Linked DNA regions of Mus musculus: all the other regions are linked to region 4. A link is a contact called in public promoter capture Hi-C data. All regions are on one chromosome and are shown on one strand. Each heading gives the region's core, a stretch centred on a gene start, on an enhancer-like site or on the middle of the called end of the contact. The rest is flanking DNA. Distances are from core to core; before and after follow the strand shown. Region 1 holds the start of Ddb2 (damage specific DNA binding protein 2). Region 2 holds the start of Arfgap2 (ADP-ribosylation factor GTPase activating protein 2). Region 3 holds the start of Mtch2 (mitochondrial carrier 2). Region 4 holds the start of Rapsn (receptor-associated protein of the synapse). Region 5 holds the start of Agbl2 (ATP/GTP binding protein-like 2). Region 6 holds the start of Acp2 (acid phosphatase 2, lysosomal).

The links. Capture Hi-C pulls out chosen DNA fragments and counts their contacts.
Region 1: a promoter capture Hi-C map of liver shows a contact between it and region 4. The contact joins the promoter of Ddb2 here to the promoter of Rapsn in region 4. A contact is called at or near these places in 13 of 39 promoter capture datasets (the 3T3-L1 cell line, 3T3-L1-derived adipocytes, the C10 cell line and 8 more), 1 of 15 datasets of contacts at CTCF or cohesin (pro-B cells), 4 of 484 Hi-C or Micro-C datasets (bone marrow-derived macrophages and embryonic stem cells), 6 of 115 datasets of contacts at active chromatin or transcription factors (the 230-238 cell line, bone marrow-derived macrophages, embryonic stem cells and 1 more) and 4 of 9 other capture datasets (adipose tissue, liver, macrophages and 1 more).
Region 2: a contact with region 4 is called in a promoter capture Hi-C map of liver. The contact joins the promoter of Arfgap2 here to the promoter of Rapsn in region 4. A contact is called at or near these places in 16 of 39 promoter capture datasets (the 3T3-L1 cell line, the C10 cell line, the HPC-7 cell line and 10 more), 7 of 484 Hi-C or Micro-C datasets (CD4 T cells, LSK cells, cortical glia and 2 more), 12 of 115 datasets of contacts at active chromatin or transcription factors (the SCID.adh cell line, bone marrow-derived macrophages, effector CD8 T cells and 6 more) and 5 of 9 other capture datasets (adipose tissue, embryonic stem cells, liver and 2 more).
Region 3: a promoter capture Hi-C map of adipose tissue shows a contact between it and region 4. The contact joins the promoter of Mtch2 here to the promoter of Rapsn in region 4. A contact is called at or near these places in 14 of 39 promoter capture datasets (the C10 cell line, the HPC-7 cell line, cranial neural crest and 9 more), 5 of 484 Hi-C or Micro-C datasets (bone marrow-derived DN3 thymocytes, brown adipocytes, pre-B cells and 2 more), 20 of 115 datasets of contacts at active chromatin or transcription factors (the 230-238 cell line, the HPC-7 cell line, the SCID.adh cell line and 14 more) and 3 of 9 other capture datasets (adipose tissue, liver and pancreatic islet).
Region 5: a contact with region 4 is called in a promoter capture Hi-C map of adipose tissue. The contact joins the promoter of Agbl2 here to the promoter of Rapsn in region 4. A contact is called at or near these places in 5 of 39 promoter capture datasets (the 3T3-L1 cell line, hippocampal neurons, liver and 1 more) and 3 of 9 other capture datasets (adipose tissue, liver and pancreatic islet).
Region 6: a promoter capture Hi-C map of liver shows a contact between it and region 4. The contact joins the promoter of Acp2 here to the promoter of Rapsn in region 4. A contact is called at or near these places in 20 of 39 promoter capture datasets (the 3T3-L1 cell line, 3T3-L1-derived adipocytes, the C10 cell line and 15 more), 2 of 15 datasets of contacts at CTCF or cohesin (embryonic stem cells and large pre-B cells), 24 of 484 Hi-C or Micro-C datasets (B cells, CD4 T cells, CD8 T cells and 12 more), 20 of 115 datasets of contacts at active chromatin or transcription factors (the 230-238 cell line, the SCID.adh cell line, bone marrow-derived dendritic cells and 8 more) and 4 of 9 other capture datasets (adipose tissue, liver, macrophages and 1 more).

Annotation. Positions count from the first base shown.
Region 1 is chr2:91,234,878-91,238,365 of GRCm38.p6, reverse strand. It overlaps Ddb2 (damage specific DNA binding protein 2), which reads left to right and starts at 1,300. Exons shown (of 10, transcript NM_028119.5): 1 at 1,300-1,676; 2 at 3,415-3,488. The coding sequence starts at 1,550. A330069E16Rik (RIKEN cDNA A330069E16 gene) reads right to left here and starts at 1,220. Exons shown (of 2, transcript NR_015464.1): 1 at 965-1,220; 2 at 9-644.
Region 2 is chr2:91,263,619-91,267,350 of GRCm38.p6, reverse strand. Arfgap2 (ADP-ribosylation factor GTPase activating protein 2) reads right to left here and starts at 2,236. Exons shown (of 16, transcript NM_023854.2): 1 at 1,947-2,236; 2 at 1,661-1,779; 3 at 1,053-1,125; 4 at 95-226; 5 at 1-15. The coding sequence starts at 2,018. It overlaps Pacsin3 (protein kinase C and casein kinase substrate in neurons 3), which reads right to left. Exons shown (of 11, transcript NM_001289678.1): 10 at 3,465-3,586; 11 at 2,671-3,160. The coding sequence ends at 3,045.
Region 3 is chr2:90,844,825-90,848,534 of GRCm38.p6, reverse strand. It overlaps Mtch2 (mitochondrial carrier 2), which reads right to left and starts at 1,380. Exons shown (of 13, transcript NM_019758.3): 1 at 1,150-1,380. The coding sequence starts at 1,236.
Region 4 is chr2:91,033,490-91,036,940 of GRCm38.p6, reverse strand. It overlaps Rapsn (receptor-associated protein of the synapse), which reads right to left and starts at 1,314. Exons shown (of 8, transcript NM_009023.3): 1 at 953-1,314; 2 at 56-394. The coding sequence starts at 1,144. It also overlaps Gm13778.
Region 5 is chr2:90,781,397-90,785,192 of GRCm38.p6, reverse strand. Agbl2 (ATP/GTP binding protein-like 2) reads right to left here and starts at 2,466. Exons shown (of 18, transcript NM_178755.4): 1 at 2,433-2,466; 2 at 1,520-1,617; 3 at 1,068-1,207. The coding sequence starts at 1,167.
Region 6 is chr2:91,200,972-91,204,224 of GRCm38.p6, reverse strand. Acp2 (acid phosphatase 2, lysosomal) reads right to left here and starts at 1,313. Exons shown (of 11, transcript NM_007387.2): 1 at 1,177-1,313; 2 at 529-624. The coding sequence starts at 1,290. It also overlaps a transcript of Nr1h3 not described here.

The DNA.
Region 1 (3,488 bases), core at 51-2,550, 200 kb before region 4:
CATCCCCATTATTGGTGCTGGGTTCAGCTTTTTATTTTCTTCTAGAGCATCATTTTAATTTAAAATAAAATTAAACTACATTAAAACATATAAATTTTACATATGTTTATGTAAGTATCATCTTCATAAGGAATACATTACTTTTGACACACACATATTGTATTCTTTAAATTGGGTTAGGCACATCTTCTCAGATATCGTTTGTGGTGAAAACATTCAAAACCTTTCTACCTTTAGAAAATATACAGCAAACCCATTGTCTGCTGTCACCTTGCTGTGCAATAGCATGCCAGATTTTCTCACTCTTTTTCTTTTTTAAAGATTTATTTATTATTATAAATAATTACACTGTAGCTGTCTTCAGACACTCCAGAAGAGGGAGTCAGATCTCATTACAGATGGTTGTGAGCCACCATGTCGTTGCTGAGATGTGAACTCAGGACCTTTGGAAAAGCAGTCAGTGCTCTTAACCGCTGAGCCATCGCTCCAGCCCCAGATTTTCTCACTCTTATCTGATCCTTACAAGATATCAGTGTAGTCCAGGCAAACTCTTCATGCCTCAGCCTCCTCAGTGTTGGGAATTACACAGAGCCTGCCACCATAGATACAGCTCTTTTCTATAGTATGAGGTAAAATACATTCATCTGTAAAGCGAGAGGAAAGAATCAAATGCTAAGGCTGTGATTGGGTAATCAGAGGCACTTTTTTTTTTTTTTTAAGATTTATTTATTTAATACACTGTCATTTCAGAAACACCAGAAGAGGGCATCAGATCCCAATACAGATGGTTGTGAGCCACCTTGTGGTTGCTGGGAATTGAACTCAGGACCTCTGGAAGAGCAGTCAGTGCTCTTAACCACTGAGCCATCTCTCCAGCCCTAGAGACACCTATTATTAATGGGGGAAATGAGAAATATTTAGCCACACTTGAATCTTTGCTCTTTTTAAGACATAAACTACCTACTTTTATCTGTCTCTGTCTCTCTCTCTCTCTCTTTGTTGTTCTTCGAGACAGGGTTTCTCTGCGTAGGTCACCGGATTGCTGGAACGTGTACACCAGGCTGGCCTGAAACGCCGCCTGGCTCCGCCTCCAGCATGCAGGGTTTACGGCCAGCGCTCCCTCCTCAGGTTCAAATAATCGGCTTTCTTCAGATCCAGCACAAGCCAAGGCCCAGCTCCTAGGGAGTTAAAATAAAAAACCCTCCCTGTGAGCTGCACACGTTACTCCGGAAGAGGAGGAGCGGCCGGGGGCGGGCCGTGCCCGAGGGGTTGGGGCAGTCCGGGGCAGTTCCGGGGGCAAGACAGCCCCCTACTGTGGCAATCCCGAGGGGGCGGGGCAGTTCCAAGGGGCGGGACAGCCCTGAGGGGACGGGGCGGGGCTAAAAGTAAAGCAGCCCGGAGGAGCGTTTGGCGCGAAGGTGTCTTAGCTGCGCTACCTGCGACGGCGCTGCCTCATACGTAGTCCCTTCCTGTTTTCTCCACGGAGGCTTTTCCACTCCTTGCTTCGTTATTTTGCCACAGAGCTTGATATCTCTTCACCGAGTACGTCATGGCTCCCAAGAAATGCCCAGAAACCCAGAAGTCCCCCGACGTTGCGGTGCTCCTCAGGAGCAAAAGTCGCAGAGGTCCTCAGGAGCTGGAGCCCGAAGCCAAGAAGCTGCGTGTGCAGGGTCCCGGTACGGCCTGTGCTGCTGCCTTAGCTTTCCGGGGGTTCAGGGTGCTCGCGCCAGAGGCTGAAGCTGGGGTGGTGGGTGCTTGTGCCTGGGCTTCTGAAGCAGTTCTTGGCTTCTGTCGCCTCAGGCTGTGATTTTATTTGGGAGATCGAGGGTTCGAACCCAGGCCTCCAGTTCTCTCAGCAAGTGGGCTGCCACTGAGCCACACGCTGCCGACTGGTTTTATTGGCCAGTTCATTGACAGCAGAGAGTTTTAAGTTGAACAGCCCCCCCACCTCTACCCCAGGTGACAGAAAGAGTCAGATGAGTGCCATCACCGTAAAAGCCACAGTCCCCACTTTCCTTGTTCCAGAAGTTTTACACATCTACTGTTTCAAAGTAATCCTCCCTTTCATAGCCTCTCGGTTATGTTAGCTCTGAGAGTCTGAAATTCCCTCCCTCCTTTCTTCAGAAAGCGCATTCTCAGAGGTTTACCAGGACTTGAACCTGGGGCTATAAGGAATGTGATAAATTGATAAGAGTGGTTTTAGCCATGAAAAGAAAGGAAAGTTGTCAAGAGAAAAAAAGGACTTATAGATTGGGTCCACCAGAAGGGCTTGGTAATTCAGAGTTGTTTTATTTATTTGTTTGTTTGTTTATTTATTTATTTATTTATTTAGTTTTTCGAGACAGGGTTTTTCTGTGTAGCCCTGGCTGTCCTCAGAACTCAGAAATCCGCCTGCCTCTGTCTCCCAAGTGCTGGGAATAAAGGCGTGTGCCACCATTCCCGGCTTATTTTTATTATACTCTGATTTACCTCTCTTCCTTGAAGCCACCTAATCAATTTGGAACTTTTCTAAACCTTACTGCATTCTTCTGGTTTCCACTCAAGTAATGGTTGCTCATGACATTATTTAGTATTTCTTTAAATACAGAGTCTTGCTCTATAGCCCAGGCTGGCCTCCAATCCAAGTATGCTGCAGCTTCTGAGTGCTAGGATTACAGTTATACACCACTGTATTTGGATAGCTCTTATTTTATTTTTTTAAGATTTATTTTATTTAATGTATGAGTCCACTGTAGCTGTCTTCAGATACACCAGAAGAGGGCATCGGATCCCATTTCCGATGGTTGTGAGCCACCATGTAGTTGCTGGAAATTGAACTCAGGACCTCTGGAAGAGCAGTTAGTGCTCTTAACCACAGCTGAGCCATCTCACCAGCCCTGATGTTATTTTGTGATCTTTAAGATTGTCCCTCAAAAAAAAAAAAAAAAAAAAAAAACAAACGGGCGTGGTGGCACACGCCTTTAATCCCAGCACTCGGGAGGCAGAGGCAGGCGAATTTCTGAGTTCGAGGCCAGCCTGGTCTACAAAGTGAGTTCCAGGACAGCCAGGGCTACACAGAGAAACCCTATCTTGAAAAATAAAAACAAACAAACAACCAAAAACAACAACAACAACAAAAAAGATTGTCCCTCAACTCCTACTTATTTGTGATCCCACACAAGAAAAGTCTTCAGTGTCCACAATTGTGTATCTCTCTGGCAAAGCTCTAAGGAACCCTGTGAGGTTATATTTAGTTTCACTTCAGAATTTCTGTTTGGAGGAGTGTTTTGGAAAAGGGTTTTTTATTTCTCTCTTGGGTTGAGTGAGACTCAACTGCAGAGAAAGGCTTTTAAGGAGATGATGAGACAAAGGGTTTTCAGGGGGAACCTTTCCTGAGATTTGGGAGAGGAAAATGTTTGTATTCTTCTTTGGTAGTTTCTAGCAGGACATGTGAGTCGTGCTGCCTTCTGGCAGAGTTGTCCAGCCTGCAGATCCCTTCACGGAGTAGC
Region 2 (3,732 bases), core at 987-3,486, 230 kb before region 4:
ACTGTCTATCCAAAGCTGGAAGAGAGGAGACACTGAAACTCAGGGCTGTTACTATCTCTTATCCCAGCACCCTAGCCCAGGAACCAGCACTCACATCAGTACCATGCCTAGTCAGAGCTGCACTCCCTAACTGCCGGATCTTCTCTCGGTACATCTGGGCAGCTCGGCTCGTATATTTGGTGTTAGCATCATTGGCCATACATCCGTGTTGGCGGAAAAAAGCAGTCTGGAGAGCAAAGAGAAGGAGTAATATGTATGTGCAAATACTCTCGCCAAAGAAAACTGTATTCACACTATAGGAGACACATTACTAAACAATTGGGCTATTATTTATTCAGGATGACACACTACTGACATCAGCAGGTTTTCAAAGAGGTAAACGTCTTCCAAGATTTCTTCTCAAAACAAGACAGAACAACAAAACCTTTTATTTGTATTTATTCCATGTGCACCCCAGCATGTGTGCAGAGGTCAAAGGCCAAGTCCATGGAGTTGGTTCTCTCCTTCCACCTTATGTGGGTTCCCTCAACTGAATGAACTCAGGTTACCAGCCTCCCTCAATAAACACCTTCACTCACTAATTGACCTCCTCCAAAATTCCTCAAAAAACCCAAAAACCACCATGCCAGCCCCTCCCCGTAAGAGCAGGGAACAAGGTCTAGGGGACTGAAGAATGTATGTACTTCTCTGTTCAGCTATCCTCCCTCCAGGAGCCCACAAAACCCCAATGACTATGGAGACACTGCTACTGCCAGAGAGCACCTGTCTAGTTCAGTTTGTATTTCCTTTTTTTTTTCTTTTAATTAGGTATTTTCTTCATTTACATTTCAAATGCTATCCCAAAAGTCCCCCAAGCCCCCCCCCCCAGTTTGTATTTCATTAAGCCTCTTTGAAAGAAGCTGTTTAAATTTTTCTGAATTTAGAAAAGTGTGTGGCATGTTCCAGAGCTGCAAACTCTCGGAACAGAGAAACCAAACTCACTTTGAGAAATCAAGGAAAAGTTAAATACCCAGGCAGAAGGATGGGGGTGGAAGAAGGTAAAGGAACGTTACCGCATTGGCATTCCCGCCGACCTGCATACACCTCAGCTGCAACCAGCTCCAGTTCGAATCCAACTCTGTGGACCTGTGTACAAGGGCTGAGTGTCACCTTCCCTATCAAGACTAAACCTGTCATTCGGCCTCAGGCTTCTGTGGGTGTCCAGGAACCATCAGTCACTGTCCCATTTCCTCCTCTCTCCCCTGTATTTGAAATCATTGCGCTTCGCCTAATCCAAAGGGTACTAATTATTTCTGAAAAGGAGATCCGAAAGGAGGTCGACTTCTGAGAAATGCAGGCACGGGTTTGGCTCTTCTTAAAGTTTGGTCAAAGTCGCACTGGAGACCTACTGGGCCAATCTTTCTGCAATAACAAGGTCAATGCATCTAAGCTCTCCCCCAAACTGATGCTGAGTACCATGTTAACTGTGAAGAGAGAAGTCTACAGAGGTGGAACCCCCCGCCGCCCTCCGCCCGCAAGCCCCCGCTGTAGGCTACCAGAACTCCCGCCAGGAGAAATCCAAACATCAAATTCAGGAAGGTCCAAGTCCAGGCGCCCTCTCCCCGTCGCTGACCACGCACACAGCCCCCGTGGAGGCACAGCACCCTCACACAGAACCTACCTGATAAAGCTGAGATGGACACCCAAGGAGCGATGCACTCCGGAGCAGTCAATACACAAAAATACACCGTAAGTGATGCTGGCCCAACTAGGACTCTTGGCGCCACAATCGAAACAGGCCTAAGTGGAAAAGACGACAAGCGAACGGTTAGGGCCCAGAGTCGAGGCCCGGCGCTAGAAACCACAAGAAAGCCTCCAACCTCCGTCCTCGCCCTCCCTCAGACCCCAGGGGACAAGAGACGTCTTCTCCGCCGGCGTCAGGACCCGTACCCCGCCCGCTCAAGCACCTTGTTGGTGGGAATTGCGCGAAGTCTCTTAAAAATAGTCTGGATTTCGGTCTTGCTCGGGCTCGCCGCCATTTTCTCTCCTTCCCAGACACAACCGCGACCGACAGGTCCCGGCGCGGGCCAATCCTCGGCGGCGAAGGCAGGCTCACCGCGCCGGTCACGACAGGGCCCCGACCCGCCTACGAGTGGAGTGATTCGACCAGATCTGGGCCAATGAACGTCGGGCGGGGCTGAAACATGACGTTAGCAGCCGGGAGCTCCACCACGGGCCTGAGAGTGAACGCCGCGCTGCGCCTGGCCAATCCGCAGCCCGAGCGGGCGACGGCTCGTGGACTGGCCCAAACTTCCTCACGAGTTCCTGCTGGACCCGGGTACCCTACGTACCGCTCGACCACTGGCTGTAGGCGTCAGGCAGAGAGCCATGGTAACAGACTCTGTGATGGACGAGTAATGATTAACAATCTCCCAAGTGCTCATAGCCCCATCCGGAAGGCATTGGCAGGGCTCCAGCTCAGCTCACAATCCAGCAACTGGCCTAGAGCAGAGGCCAGCACACAACAACCTTGATCACCAAGTCCCTTCCAGTCCAGATTGCACTCCTGAAATTCCGGGGCAGATACCAGGAGGCAACTGCCTGCCCAATCCCAGTTCCATAACACATGGCACGCCCACGGGCCGACCCCGTGCCTCCCACCAGCAAGAGTAGGCTATCAAAAGACGCTCACAACACTTGATGGGGTTTTTATTCTTAATCAAATTTAATGCACACTACAAGTCACAAAAGAAGGTGCTGCCAGCCTCAAACTACATTCTCCCCAACCTCACCCCAGGAACTCCTAAACAGTTTAGGAGCTGGATCCTCCCACTCTGGGATGACCCAAATGTTCCCGAGGAGGCTCGGGCACCTCTCGACCCTCCATCATTCCAACCTCCAACTCTAGACACAGACCCCTGCCCTTCATGGGCCCTGAGACTTCCTCCTGTGGGAAAAGAGAGACAGCAGCAGCACATGGTTCAGGGCCTTCAGGTCCAGCAGTCCAGGAAGGGTTAAGCTCTGGCCCAGGTCAGAGAGACGCCTTGGTAGGGCTGTCAGGGCACTCAGGCGCCCACACATTCTACGTAATTGGCAGGGTACAGACCAATGCGGCCACTCTGCAGCTGGCCCTGGCACCAGCCCTGCTCATCCTCCTCGCTCATCTTCAGCAACTCTTCCCCTGAAGAAAGACAAAACAGTCATTGCCCAAAGCACTGGCTTTACTGGTCTCAAAACTAGGTCATGGACTGGGGGATGGAATAGCACAAGGGCCGACAAACTGGAGGATACCCAACTCAGACCAGGATAGGACACAGCCAGGAAAAGCCACCCAACCTTAGACCCCAGGGAGGCAACTGTCAGGCTGCAGCTGGACCCTGAGCAGCCTGTGAGGATGGAGTCCCTGGCTTTCTTCGTCTACAGCCCTGCTCTAGCAAGTAGGACGGGGGCTGAAGTGGGAAGGACCATGAAAGGGCCCAGCATACCTGCTCGGAAGCTCAGCTCATCAGCCTCCTGGCCAGCATAGTCATAAAGCGCCCGTACCCTCACCCCAGTGGCAACTTTCCGGGGACTCTCCTCATCTGACCAGTCCTCGTCCTGCCCGCTACTAGAGAGGGGAACACAAGGGGCACAACTCAGGGCACAAGACCCACTGTATCCAGTACTCAAGACAAAGGGCTTGGCTGCTTGGCGGCGGGCAGGGAGGAGCCAAGTGAACAGCCATCCTGCTGCCACTCACTACTGTGGATACAG
Region 3 (3,710 bases), core at 131-2,630, 190 kb after region 4:
TGAGGCAAAAACACTGAATGTCACTAAAATCACTGTTCTTTGAGAACTATTGAGTAGTGAGTTCATACGTGTACTGCGAAATACTGTCAATTCTGTTCTAGACACAGATTTCACTCTGCGCTTCAACATCTACACTTATATTAGTCAACTTAGCAACAATTTGTATGAAGAACAATTTAAAAATGAAGTCCATTCTAGAGTCTTGCTTTTTTTTTTTTCTCTTTTCAGAATGGTAAACATTGAGGACAGGGATTCTAAAGCCTGCTTCCTTCCAGGACACACAATGCATGAGGTATGGCAATCCTCAATAAATGCTTAAAAATGGCCCTGATCAGCACAGGGAAAGTTAGAAGAGCAATTGAAAATACTATCACCAGCTAAAAGTAGGCCTCCTTACCCATGAATATAAATGACCACTTTAGAAATATTTTATAGCAGATTGGCAAGGGAGGCAAGAGAGACATCCGGGGTTTGATGTTACATTTAAACTCGCTAAAGTGTTTAAACAGAACTGATTTCCAGCTCTAACCAACGTGATTTTCATTGTCATGAACCACATGGGTTACTGTGAAAGCGCTCAATGGATCCTCAGGAAATCTGATTTCATTATCACTTCTCAATGCGCTCCTTGTGTATATCCGGGTATCTGGTGTTAAAATCTCTGAACGGGAATAGAAGTAGAAACAGCAAATAGAAAAACCGAGTAAGAACAATAAGATGTTGGCTTTCCTAGAATTTTAAATTTGCCCATAGATGAGTTATTTCACGTCTCGAGTTTGAGATATTTCGCTGAGGAGGAGTGAACGAGGTGAGGTGAACGCCAGTATCAGAGGGGCGACAAGAAAAGGGTTGGGAAGCCCTCGGTGGCAACCGGCCAGGATCAGGGAAAGGAAAAACAAAGTTGAGAAGAGTCACCGGCCAGGGAAGGCAAGGGTGGCAGTTGGCTGCAGAAAGGGAGCCGGCCTGCCCGGGGCGAGCCTCGGGATGTCTCCGAGAGGGGCGCGAGGCCGTGGAAGTTGTTCCTGAGGGGAGAGAAGGGCAGCATCTCGAGAGGGTGAAGGCCTGGGACGCAGAGCCAACCCAAAGGCGCAGAGGGCGGTGGCGACCTGACAGGACGCGGGCGGGGAAGGAAAGGGCGACGACTCATACCTGGATGAGCACTTTCACGTACATGAGCGGCTGGGACAGGATGGTGAGACCGGAGCCCAGGAGCACCTGACTGGCCGCGTCCGCCATGATGGCACCCGCGGACGGACGGACAGACGGAGTCACCAAGCGACACAGCCGGTTCCAGATCACGTGTCGGGGGCGCCGGCTTCACTGGCCCGCCCGCGGCGCGCCGCCCGCTTAGGCTCCGCCCACCGGCCCGCCCAAAGAAACGGCAGGCGCTCGCGAGGGGCCGCCTGGGGCGGGGCTTGTGGGAGGGACGCGCATGCGTCTGGGCGTGGGCTCCTCGCGCCTCTAGGAAAGGCGATTTCTCTTGCGCCTGCGCAAGCCGGAAGTGTCCGGAAGGAGTAGGGAGGGAATGGTAATGATGGGGTGGTGGTGGGGTGACCCTGACGGCAAAGGCAAGGTCAGCGGACTAACAACTGGAAGAACTGAGTTATACTCCTATCCTCTTTCAGGCTTTGACGACGTAAAGTTTGATGGTTGTTTTCCGTTAGAGTTGTCATGTCTAATGAACAACAGATCCTGTCTGGCTTAACAGTGAATTCTGCAGGTCCCTGATTTTGCGTTTACCATTAGCTCAGTGGTAGAGCACTTCCCGACATCCTTGCTTTCAGTCCTCAGTACTGGAAAGAAAAAGCAACTACAACAAAATGTGCCCCCTCGGGGTCAGATGTGGCGGCACAGACCCTTAATCCAGCACTTGGGAGGCAGAGGAATGTGGATATGTGAGTTCAAGGCTAATCTGGTTTACAAACTGGATACCCGGTAAACCAGGGTTACATGGTGACATACTGACCAAAAAAAAAAATTTTTTTTTCATGTCTTCTCTGACTACTCGAAATCCATTTTATCCGTATTTCCTACCCGTTGCCTTGTGACACCTGTCACTGGGAAATTGTCTTTGACAGTTGAGAGTGTCAACTCTGGGTTCAGGAACCGAGATGGCCTTTGTACACTATTTTCCCCCAGTGCCTGGCATGTACCAGTGCTCAAGATTTATTAAAGCTCAGTGCCAATCGGGCTACCCAGGCTGTTAGAGGCAAAATGAAGAAAAGGCATTGCTCCAGCTCTGGCCCCTTTGTTCTGTAGCAGACACCACTTAGTGCAAGCACTTAGTGTGTACTGCTGAGAATGAACAAGGAACCGAGTTTGGAATCTGGCTTTCCTTTTGGATCCATGTGTCACTTTCCTTTTTAAATTTTTTAGTGTTTGTATCTAAATATAAGGACAATGCAACTAACTCAGTGTATTTTTATGAACATTAAGTGAAACTGTATATATGGAGTTTTTGAGAAATTGGCTGAAATACAGAAGTTAGTCCTAATATGGCCTTCTATTCAGCCCAGAACTAGCTGATATTGGGAGGCAGTTTGTAGGTCAGGCACACGGGCTTTGAAGTCCAATGGGCCTCATCCAAAGTCTACCTCTGCCAGTTACAGTGTGACCTTATATAGGTCATCCCAACTCTTCAAAACTTTTAAGCAAATAAGTATAATAATATCCACTTCAAAACATTATCTCAAAGCAATATGGACCTAGCCTGGCATACACAACAAAAATGCAATAGTAAATGGTAGCTTTTTATTCTAAAAAAATTACATGTTGCTCTTAATTAAACACAGTTCTCAACATGACTTAGAAACAGCAAGACCATTAAGAAGGGTATTTGTGCATGGGTGGTGAAGGAAAAAAAATTCTATTTGCCTGTGAGCAATGAGAGGCTCAGAATGTCGCGGGGCTGAAGGGTTGGGCACCTGAGGATGTCCCACCACATTCCTAATGGTTCATGGCAAAAGCTACCCATGACGTTATGGGACAGAGAACTGGAGTCGGAATTATAAGTAAAGGAAGAGCACAGTTCAAACGGGCCATTTGTAAAGATGTGATATGAATGACAATCCCTGATAAGAGTTCAGTGTGGTGACCCTAGAATGGGTTACTTAGTAACTTATATTCAAGCTAGGAGGATAAGAAAAGTCAAAGGTGGGGAGGGAGGGAGAGAGAACAGCACCTTGGCATAGGCCAGCTTTGGGAAAAGAAAAGAGGGGATGGTAAGTAATGTGAAAACTTCCCAGAGGCAGAAAACAGAGCCCAGAAAAGAGAGGGGCTTACCAGCTAAACCACTCCCAGGCTGGGATAGTCTTACCTGGAAGAGGTCCACGTTTCATTTCTCAGTTTTAAAAAAAGATACACTGTAGCTGTACAGATGTTTGTGAGCCTTCATGTGGTTGTTGGGCAGGGTTTCTCTGTATAGCCCTGGCTATCCTGGAACTCACTTTGTAGATCAGGCTGGCCTCGAAGCTCACTGGGTCACTCTTATAAATTTTAGACATGGCCCTGCAGTCCCTTTCTTCTTTATGGCTCTTTTCAATTTGCTATATTACTTTAAAACTGTTTTTCCTTATCCATCATTACAAGACACTGAGGTACAAGAGTGCAAGGTTTTTCTCATTTTCTTATTGACTAGTGCCTTGTGTGCTTCTTTCTTTGCCTCTTTCCCTCTATCCTCCTCCTCTATCCTCTTCCTCCCTTCCTTCCTT
Region 4 (3,451 bases), core at 65-2,564:
GCCTCAAATCCCCCATTATCATTTCCCTCATCCCCCACAAAGGAACCAGGCCCACCTTGACCTGGGCGTAGAAACTGCCCAGGCTGCAGCAGACACGGCACTCCAGCATGGTGTCATCGTTGTTGTGGGCATAGCGCAGGGCCTTCTCAAAGCTCTCCAGGGCCTTCTGGAAGAGGCTGAGGCCCAGGAAAGCATTGCCCATGCTCAGGCTGACCTGACCCCCAAGCTGGGCACCAGCCCTGGTGCCAGGCAGGCCGAGGCAGGTCTTGCAGTAGGAGATGGTTTTGTGGAACTCACATAGCTTCTCATTGCTGCGCGCCAGGTTCAGGTAGCTTTCGAGCAGGAAGTCAGCATCCTCCAGTCCCCGAGCAGTATCAATCTGGACCACGGCAAACTGACCCCGGGGGGAACAGGTAGACAACACTCAGCAAGGCTGCATTCCCTGGCTGCCACAGCCAGAGAGAATGGCAGACCCTGAAGCTCAGACTCAAGAGTTTCAACAACCTCAGATCCATCCTCCCAGGCTCCAGTCATAGCAGAGAAGTTCTAACCAAAGCTCAGGGTAGACATACACTTTCACTCCCAGCCTCAGATCTGGAGTCTACCACTGACCAGCCTGACCCTCAAACTTGGAGCCTGTTCCTCCAGGCAGCAAGCAGCAGACTAAAATCTAGACTTGGAGGTCTGGGCTTAAGATCCCTGGATGCCTGTGAACATCATTGACACCGAGGTCAAAGGCCACAGGCCTGACTCTGACGATACCCAGCCAACTAAGACTCAGGATCTCCCATGCATATTCAAAACTTCAGACCAGACACTAGCCTATGAGACCCAGAGGTTCTCACTCAGGAAGATACAAGGGTGTCTGGGAGTTGGAAGCCACCCAGTCCTGTTCCCAATCTTCTCACAGCACCTGGGCCCTCCCACAGCACCCTGGAAGGGTAATGTGTACCTTCAGCATCTCTTTGTAGCGGCCCATCTCCGAGTGAGCTGTTACCAAGCAGCCCAGTACCCGGAAGCGGCCCACGAGGTCAGAGCCCTTCTCCAGCACCTTCATCCACACCTGCAGTGCCTTCTCTGTCTGGTTGGACTGGTACAGCTGCAGTCCTTTTTCAATCTGTTGCTTTGTCTGGTCCTGCCCCATCTTCCCACAGCCTGGCCACTCGGAAAGACCGTGGCTGGCTAGGTGTCTTTAGACCCTCATGGTGTTGGACCCACGGTGTCGGCTGATCTCTGGGGAGTGGGGGTGGGGGGAGCACACCAGGCAAAAAGCTAAGCAGGGCCTGGATGGACAACGGGCGCCACCCTGGGAACAAGGCTGGTTCAGCCCCTGTCTGCAGCTGTCCCTGCCAGTTGGAGCCACGTGGTTTCTGAGGAATGTCAGCAGCAAGGTCACGAGGGTTCCTGCTGCACCCACTCCAAGCTGAAAGGTGGCTGTCCCAGGGATATAGGCACTGCACCACCGGAGAACCTGTTTGGTGTCCCCTTTGACACTTCTGACACTGGCCTTGGTGCCCCTGGCAGGTTATGCTCTTTGGAAGCCTTGTCAAAGGCTGTCTGCCAGGATGCAGGCAAGCCTTAGGCCAGAGGTTTTGACAGCAGGAAAGCAGCAGGCAGGACACTTGGCATCAGGGAGAGGAGTTGAATGTTCGCCTTGCTGCTGATTCTTGGTTCTTTTTCTTTTGTTTTGTTTTCTTTTCCTTTTTCCTCTCTCTCTCTCTCTCTCTCTCTCTCTCTCTCTCTCTCTCTCTCTCTCTCCGCCTCCCTCTGTCTCTCCCTCTCTCCCTCTCTCTGTCTCTCTGTCTCTGTCTCTGTCTTTCTGCTTTGAGACAAGATTTCTCTGTGTACCCTGGCTGTCATGGAACTTGCTTTGTAAGCCAGGGTAGCCTCAAACTCAGATATCTGCCTGACTGCCTCCCAAGAGCTGGGACCAAAGGAGTGAGCCATTGTACCTGGCTAATGGAACATTCCACCCCATTCCCCCCAAGACAGGGTTTCTCTGCATAGCTCTGGCTGTTCTGGAACTCACTCTACACCAGGATGGCCTCAAACTGAGAGATCTACCTGTCTCAGCCTCCTGAGTGCTGGGATTAAAGGTGTGCACCATCACAGCCCAGCTTCACCTCTTTTCTTCCCAGTTCCTCCCCCATTTTATTTTCTCATTTTACCCATCACATAGACACTTACCTGGGCACATGTCCACACTGTTCCTAACAATTAGCCAGTTGATGGGAGGCCTGGTTTCCTCCTAACTCCCTTAAGCAAATCATGTAGCTCTCTGAGCCTGCTTCCTCCTCTTCGAGGCAAGGATAGTTAAACTCTCATAGTGGTGTGTGGCTCTCACACAGCACAGCACAGCACAGCACAGCACAGCACAGCACAGCACAGCAATGGGCACCAGCCTGGCCCTGCTTGCTGTATTTCTGTATTAGCTGTGTGAGCATAGAGAATTTGGGCACATTGCTGGCCCTGGAGAAGAAAGGTTAACAGCACCTAGTTCACAGGATTCCCACAGAACTAGAGGAGCTGCTGATTGACAAGGACTTAGAACAGTGTCTAGTGTGAAGGAAACAGTGTGTTAGTGAGAAGAGATGATACTACCTACCCCTTGACAAAATGATGACCAGAGGCCACAATTTGGTCCTTGAAGATTCACGAAGTGTCTCAATCCCAGGGGCTGGTGAGATGGTGTAACAGCATTTGCTGCCAAACATAACAACCCGAGTTTCATCCCTGGGAGTCACGTAACCGGACGAACAGACTTCCATAAGTTGTCCTCTGACTCCCGTATGAGTGTGTGCATTACACACGGACATGATAAATAAGAAAAATCCCCCAATTCCAATGCCAGCTGGTTTGACAGCATCTCTAACAGTGAGCTCTAATACCAAACACTGCAGCACACTGTCACAGTGGTGCTGGATTGCCGCTATCTTCAGAAGTGTGTACTCATGAGCAGTCCCCATCAGTCCTCCCTAATTATGGCTATCGGGTCTCTCCCGTCCTAGATCCATATCATGAAGGCCTAACCCCTTCCTCACAATGCAGCCAGCCGTATGTGGAAATAGTCTTTAAAGAGCTAGTTAAGGTGGGCTGTAATCCATTGCCAGGAGATATGACACCTTCATACATGCAGGCAAAACACCAATGCGCATACAATGAAAAAAAAATCATGTTTTAAAAGTTTATTTAAAAAAGAATCCCACCGGGCAGTGATGGCGCATGCTTTTAATCCCAGCACTTGGGAGGCAGAGGCAGGCGGATTTCTGAGTTCGAGGCCAGCCTGGTCTACAAAGTGAGTTCCAGGACAGCCAGGGCTACACAGAGAAACCCTGTCTCGAAAAAACCAAAAATTTATTTATTTATTTATTTTTAAAAAAGCTAATTAAGGCAAAGTGAAGTAGGTAATAGGGGCTGTGTGGATTCTTCAGGGGAAATATAAAGTGTCCTT
Region 5 (3,796 bases), core at 1,217-3,716, 250 kb after region 4:
GCGTGGTGGCACACGCCTTTAATCCCAGCACTTGGGAGGCAGAGGCAGGCGGATTTCTGAGTTCGAGGCCAGCCTGGTCTACAAAGTGAGTTCCAGGACAGCCAGAGCTATACAGAGAAACCCTGTCTCGAAAACCCAAAAAAAAAAAAAAAAAAAAAAAGGGATCTCAACTATGCTAGGGAGGCACTCCATCAACAGAGCCATATATATATATATATTCTCTCTCTCTCTCTCTCTCTCTCTCTCTCTCTCTCTCTCTCTCTGTGTGTGTGTGTGTGTGTGTGTGTGTGTGTTTCCCTTGAGACCCTGAGACAGGATCTCTCTGTGTAGTCCTGGCTGTCCTGGAACTCACTTTGTAGACCAGGCTGGAAACCATGTCTCGAAAAAACCTAAATAAATAAATAAATAAATAAATAAAAATAAAAGATTTCAAGGTTCTGGGGATTGAATGTAGCTCTTGGGTAATGTTAGACAAGTGTCCTACCACTGAGCTACAACCTCAGTTCCTAAAATTTTTTAATGTCACAAACTAATTTTAAAATGTACATACAGGGGACTCAAACGCAGCTTAGCAGAGTGCTTGCACTGAATTGAACAGAAGTTCTATGTCCAGAATCAAAAGAGAAAAAAGAAGAGAGAGAAACAAAGACTCAGGAAAAGGTGAGACGCTTTTGAAGAACAAGGTGATAGGAAACAAGTGTCCAGAGATGAAGACTATCACAGCTGCACGGAACGGTGCAAGAGGCTAAGACAGGAGAGTGAGTTCCTTAGCAGTCGGACTACATAGTGGTAAAAAGGAATCTTCTTTAGTGTCGTGGAGCAATTCAGAGCTGCTAATTTACTAGTGCATCAGTAGAAAAACAGGCCAATAAACTAAAGAGCCTAGAAGAGACATTTGTGCTTTTGCATATAGTAAGTGCACCTTGACAGAGGTGGTTCCGTTCAATTGGGAGTAGGAAGCACTTTTTAACTAATCATCTAGAAACAGCGTCCCAGTCTCATCCAAACAGTTCTTTCAGTAAATACAACAGTTCAACCCGTGGATGCTGGAGAGAAGGAAGTGTTACCTTTGAAATATCCATAATACTGGAGGTGATGGTGAATAAAGTCCTCATAGGGATCAGGAAGAGTCTGTGAAAGAAAAGCCATCTCAAGCAGGACATTCATTCAGATGACACTGACTTCTTAACCAAAAGCACCAAACACGCTGCATAGGATACGGGAACAAAACAAGCAAACGCCAGGCAAATAGTGAATTATTCTATTTTGGGAATCATAATCTCCAACAGGTCTGGTGGCAAACACTAGTACTCCCAGCACCAGGGAAGCAGAGGTAGGAGGAGAACTCAAGTTCAAGGGTAGTCCGGGCAACAGAGTGAGTTCCATGCCAACCGGGGCTAAAAAGCCCATCCTTCCGCCGCCCCAAATATACCTCCAGCTGGACCAGCATGCCACCACAGTGAACCTTCTGACCTTGGATTGGGTTTCTGCGAAGTTATCGGAAAAAGAGTGTACCAACCTCCGGCTTTAGTTCTGTTTCCAACGCCGGGAACATGTTACTGCCGCATAGTATGATGTAGGCGAGTTAGTAGCACCGTACCCAGCTGCAATATCTGCCTGATTTCCAAACAGCTGATTACACAGAAGTTACAAATCCCCGTAGGAAAAGTGAAAAGAAACCTAACCAACCACCACCGCCAACAAATAACACCAAATCTGCAGACCCTGCCCTTTCACACCCACAACCACTCGGGGGTTAAACTCTTGCCAAGCCGGCGTCTTACGAAAGGAGAGGATGGTGGTTGCCAGCACACACCTGAGGAGCTGGGGCGCTCTGCGTGTCCCCACGCCTGGTCCACTAGATTCACCAGGAGCCTCATTGGCCCCATGCTTAGTTTACGCTGAGAACAGATGCCCAACACCAGGACGCCGCAGAAAAGGGAAAGGAACCGGGTTGGGGGCACGCGCAGAGTCGCCTCAGAGCAGTTGAAAAGGAAAGGTCAGGGGTCGGAAGCGAGAGCCCTGGAAACGTTCAGTTCTGAGCGCCCTGCCTCGGAGTGTGGACTGCCCAGAGGCAAGCCCAAGGAAGGACAGAGCAGAAGTTTCCACCGGAGCCCGCGGGGTGACACCGCGCTGCCTGGCTACCCCTTCCCCGCAGCTGGTCCCCAGGCCGGGTGGACGCTGCAGGAGCTTCTCCATCTCTCCACTCTCACTCTTTCTGCAGAGGCCAGCCTGGAGTCCTGTCCGTCCCAAAGCTCCTTGCCCCCTGCCCTCCTCGCCCTCTGCCCCCCTCTCCCCATTCCGCCCCCCCCCCCCGGCACTCTCCTCGCCCCCCTGCACTTCCTGTCCTCTCACTCCCTTCCTGCCTGGGATCCCCTGCTTGTCCCCTGCCAGCTAGGGCGCTCCTTCGCAGGCCCAGTCCCTCAGCTCACCTGCTGGAGTTTTCTGCGAGGACCCTGGGAGCCTAGCAACCGGGAGCCAGAAGCGGAAGGAGGGCAGGACCCCGCCCTCATCTGTAAGCTGCGAGCCTTGGGATGTCAGGCAACTTGCGTTTCACATTCCAACGGTTTACTGATTCAAATTTCATCTCAAACTTTACAGACACAGTCTGGGGACTGATGAGTAGAACAGTGCCGAGGGCCTTCATATTTCTACTTTCGGTAGTTGTAAAGGTAATTTACTTTGTTCAAGGGCCTGAAGCTTCTATTCCTTTGGGGGCTGGTGAGGGTTAGAACTGTATGTAGCAAGCAGCCAAGAGTTATTTAAAAAGAGCAGATACACTAGGAGAACACGAGGTCAGTCCTAGAGAGAAGGAATCAGGTTCATTCTAGTTTACTTCATTTCTTCTCCCTTTGACAAACGTAAAATGTCCTTCCCCCATCCCTGCCTTGTCTTGATTTGGTTTAAAATAGTAATTATTCCTTTTTAAAAAAATGTGTGTGTGTGTGTGTGTGTGTGTGTTCACCTGGAGGCTAGGTTTCAGATCCCTAGGGAGCTAGTTACCTGCAGTTGTGAGCTGTTTGAATTGCTAAGTGGGTGCTGCTCAAAGAGCAAGTGCTTTTAGCCCCTGAACAACCTCACCAGCCGCCTCCCCTTCACTCTTGTTTGCATGTGCAGGATGAGCAGGGGAACATGTGTACACTTTATGGAGTCAGTTCTTCCCTTCTGCCTTTGCATGAGTTTCAAGTGCCAGGCAAACACAAACCTTCTAGACTATCTAGCCAGCCTTGTTTTTTTTTTTTTAAAGATTTATTTATTATTATATGTAAGTCAGACACTCCAGAAGAGGGAGTCAGATCTCGTTACGGATGGTTGTGAGCCACCATGTGGTTGCTGGGATTTGAACTCTGGACCTTCGGAAGAGCAGTCGGGTGCTCTTACCCACTGAGCCATCTCACCAGCCCCCCAGCCTTGATTTTTAAACATTGTTTTAATCCGTGTGCTTGTTGTGAGTGCAGGTGCCCGCCCACTGAGGTCAGAGGTCTCCCTAGAGTGGGAGACCCGATGTGGTCTTGTGGACGCTGGAAACCAAATTTGGATCATCTGGAAGAGCTTTCAGAGCTGAGCCCCACTGTTACTTGAGACTTGTTCAAGGACTTGTGTGAGTCTCCATCGACTAAATGACCCTATTGTCTAAAAGTAAAGATGTGCTATTTTAAGGGCAAACCTCAGAGCTGAAGAGATGACTCAGAGGCAAAGAGCACTGGCTGCACTTCCTGAATTCAAATCCTAGCATCCACCTGGTGCCTCACAACTATAGTCCTATGGGATCCCTCTTCTGGTGTAGATAGATGTA
Region 6 (3,253 bases), core at 64-2,563, 170 kb before region 4:
AGAGTTAAAGTCCAAAGAGGAGCTGGGCATGGTGGCCTTTAATCCCAGCAGTCACTCTCTGAGTTCAAGGCCAGCCTGGTCTACAAAGTGAGTCCAGAACAGCCAGGGCTCTGTTACACAAGGAAACCCTGTCTTAAACCTCCCCCAAATCCCCAACCCCTGGGGAAAAAAAAAAAAAAAGTCCAAAGAGAGGGGATTAGCCACAAGTCCTATGTATGGCATTTAGGCATTCTTCCCTTGGCAAGAGGTGAATTTGATTCCAGAAGTGGCCAGTTGTAATGATACTGTCCCCTGCACAGAGTTGTTAAGAAATCTGGTCATAGCCAGAGATGTAGCTCACTGTGCTTAGCATAGACAAGGTTCTGGGTTTAATTTCCAAAACCACAAAAACAAAACAACAAAATAGACATCTGGTCCATCAGAACCCATGTGGGAAGCTAGTAGTTTAAGGAGCCCCAGTTTCTGTGCTCCAGATGTGATTCATTCCGTAGCATATCCCGAGACCTTGCAGGTTGGCTTTTGACCCACCTTGGTTAGCTGACCAAATCCCTGGGGCCATTTCTCTTCCTGATAGGGGTCCTTGGGATATGTCTTCACTGGTGACCGATCTCCATGTCGATACAGCTGAGCAAAGAAAATGGTGTGTCTATAGAATCAGAAGGGTCTTCTAGTTAAGGACAGGACCCACCTCTGCACATGCCAGGAAAGGAAATTTCACTCCATCTTTCTCTACTGAGCGATGAAAAAAGACCCCAGTTCGGGCGATGCAATGTAACCTGAGATAATAGGTAAAGCCCCAAAGCACAGGTAGAAGAGTAGTGAAAGCAACGCCTTCTGGGGGAGGAAGTGGGCAATGGGACTGGGAAAACAAAGATCAAAGTCGTCTTTATGGGTGACTTTCAACCTTTTAACTAAATTCCCATCCTAGGGAAGAATATCTCCTACTCGGTCGTCCTGCCCTAAAAAAAAAAAAAAAAAAAATAGCCTAGGGCTCCAAATCAATTCTTAATCCAGCCGCACAACCCACTATGGGCCAGCGGTTTCCTAAACCGGTTCTTTCTCCTCCTTGAGAAGTGAGACCCCGGCCCCAGAACACAAGCTCTGCCCCTCCCTCTACCAGCCGGCCTTTGCCCTTTCAGCTTTGGCGAACCCGTTGGTGACTCCGTCACCCATTACCAAGGTAACAAAGCGTAGACTCCGGGCCTGTATGGGTGGCATCACCGTTAGGCACATGCCAAGAAGGAACTGGAGAAGAGCCGCCTGGCTCCAACCAGTCTGTCTGCCGGCCATCACTGTTGTAGGCTGTGTAGCAAGAGGCCGGAACGCCTTGGGCGGTACCTGCTGCAGCCGCCCGGATGCATTCGTAAGGACACTTGCCGGAAGTGCAGCCTTCGCCATCTTTCTTTGGGTTGCGGGAGACCGGGAATGAGAAAGTCTGGTGGGAGAAGGCGGAATTTGGGAGGGAATGCAAATGGAGAAGGTTTGCGATTGGCGGTGATGAACGAGGGTGGGACTGTTGCGCGACCTTCCGGGCAGAAAAGGCTTAAACACCTCGCTTTTGTAGAGGCGCTAGGTCAGGCTTACCCCTTCTTCTACAAAGCTGGTGCTTGCCCTGGTTGGGGTCTGGGCCTGGAGAGCGAGTGCCTGCTTTGAGGAATGCTTCTGAAAATGATCCCAGAGCCTCGGCTGGTGCAAAACTGGGGCAAGGTGTGGGGAAGTACAGAGCCTAACTTTCTGCTCTTGGGTGTGTAGTTTAGTGTAAGCCTTGGCTTAGACACTGTTCCGATAAGCGGGCTTGTTTGAGATGTAGGGTACTGCATGTAACCAGCCCTTTGGACTCCCTGTGTCCTTGAGGTAGATCCAGTCTAGTCTGCCATTCATGTCCTGAACAAACCTTCGTACTCCCCAGTTTTTTTCAGCTCTTTTCTTGTGCTTACCGATTTCTAAATTAAATTAGACTCAAACGTCATGTTTGAGGAGGAGTTGGATTGCATAGGATGTTCCGATTTCCCAAACCCACTACATTGAATTCTTATGGGAGGAATCTCAGAAAACTACATCAGTTTTGATGCAGGCATATAACTGGAATTGCCACAGAATCAGAGTTCCTCCAGACATTAGCCTTTAGGATTTGGAGGCAGGCAGCCAGTTGGGTGTCTGGATGTTGTGATTCCAAACCTTAGAGTGACACACAGTTGCAGATGAGATCTTGGGCCCTTGATATGCTTTAATGCAAATCTGATCAGAATTGATACTGTCCCAGGACTCCAAATAAAATTATGTACCTTACTGCCTAAACTTTACTTTCGATGTCACCTTGAGAAAGACTTGGGGAGAATAAGAAGGCTTCAAAACTAAATAGTTTTAAACTTAAAAACAAACAAATCTATGTGGTGCATGCCTTTACTTCCAGCACTTGGAGAGGGGGGTAGATGTCTGAGTTGTATGTAGGCCAGCCTGGTCTATAGAGCAAGTTCCAGGACAGCCAGCGATACATGGAGAAATACTGTCTGGAAAAAACAATGATGAAACAAAATATTTTCTATGTATGGGTGTTTTGCTTGCATGTATATCTGTGAACCATGTATATACAGTGTCCTTGGAGGCAAAAAGGCAGCATAGGATCCCCTGTAGACTTTAAGCAGCTGTGTGGGTGCTGGGAATAGAACCTGAGCCCTCCTCTGAAGGAGTTGCCAATACTTCTAGCTGCTTAGCCTGCAGCCTCAGTTCTTTTTTTTTTTTTCTTTCTTTTAGATTTACTTATTATTATAAGTACACTGTAGCTGTCTTCAGACACACCAGAAGAGGGCGTCAGATCTCATTATGGGTGGTTGTGAGCCACCATGTGATTGCTGGGATTTGAACTCAAGACCTTCGGAAGAGCAGTCAGTGCTCTTACCCACTGAGCCATTTCACCAGCCCCTCAGCCTCAGTTCTTAATTTTCTTTTCTCTTTTCTCTCTTATTATTTTGATTTTTGAGACAGGGTTGCTCTGTGTAGCTCTGGCTGTCTTGGAACTCTGTGGACCAGGCTGGGTGTTGGGATTAAAGGCATGCACCACCTTGCCTGGCTATTTCTTAACTGTTTAAATCACAGGTTTCCTATAAATCACATGAAAAATTAGCCCTCTCTCCAAAAAAAATGTGTCTACACATGAACACAGAATATAGTTTTGCATATAATGTCAAGTGATTCACAAAGATCCTCCATCAACTTATAAGGTTAGGAAACCAACCCAGAGAAAAGTAGTTTG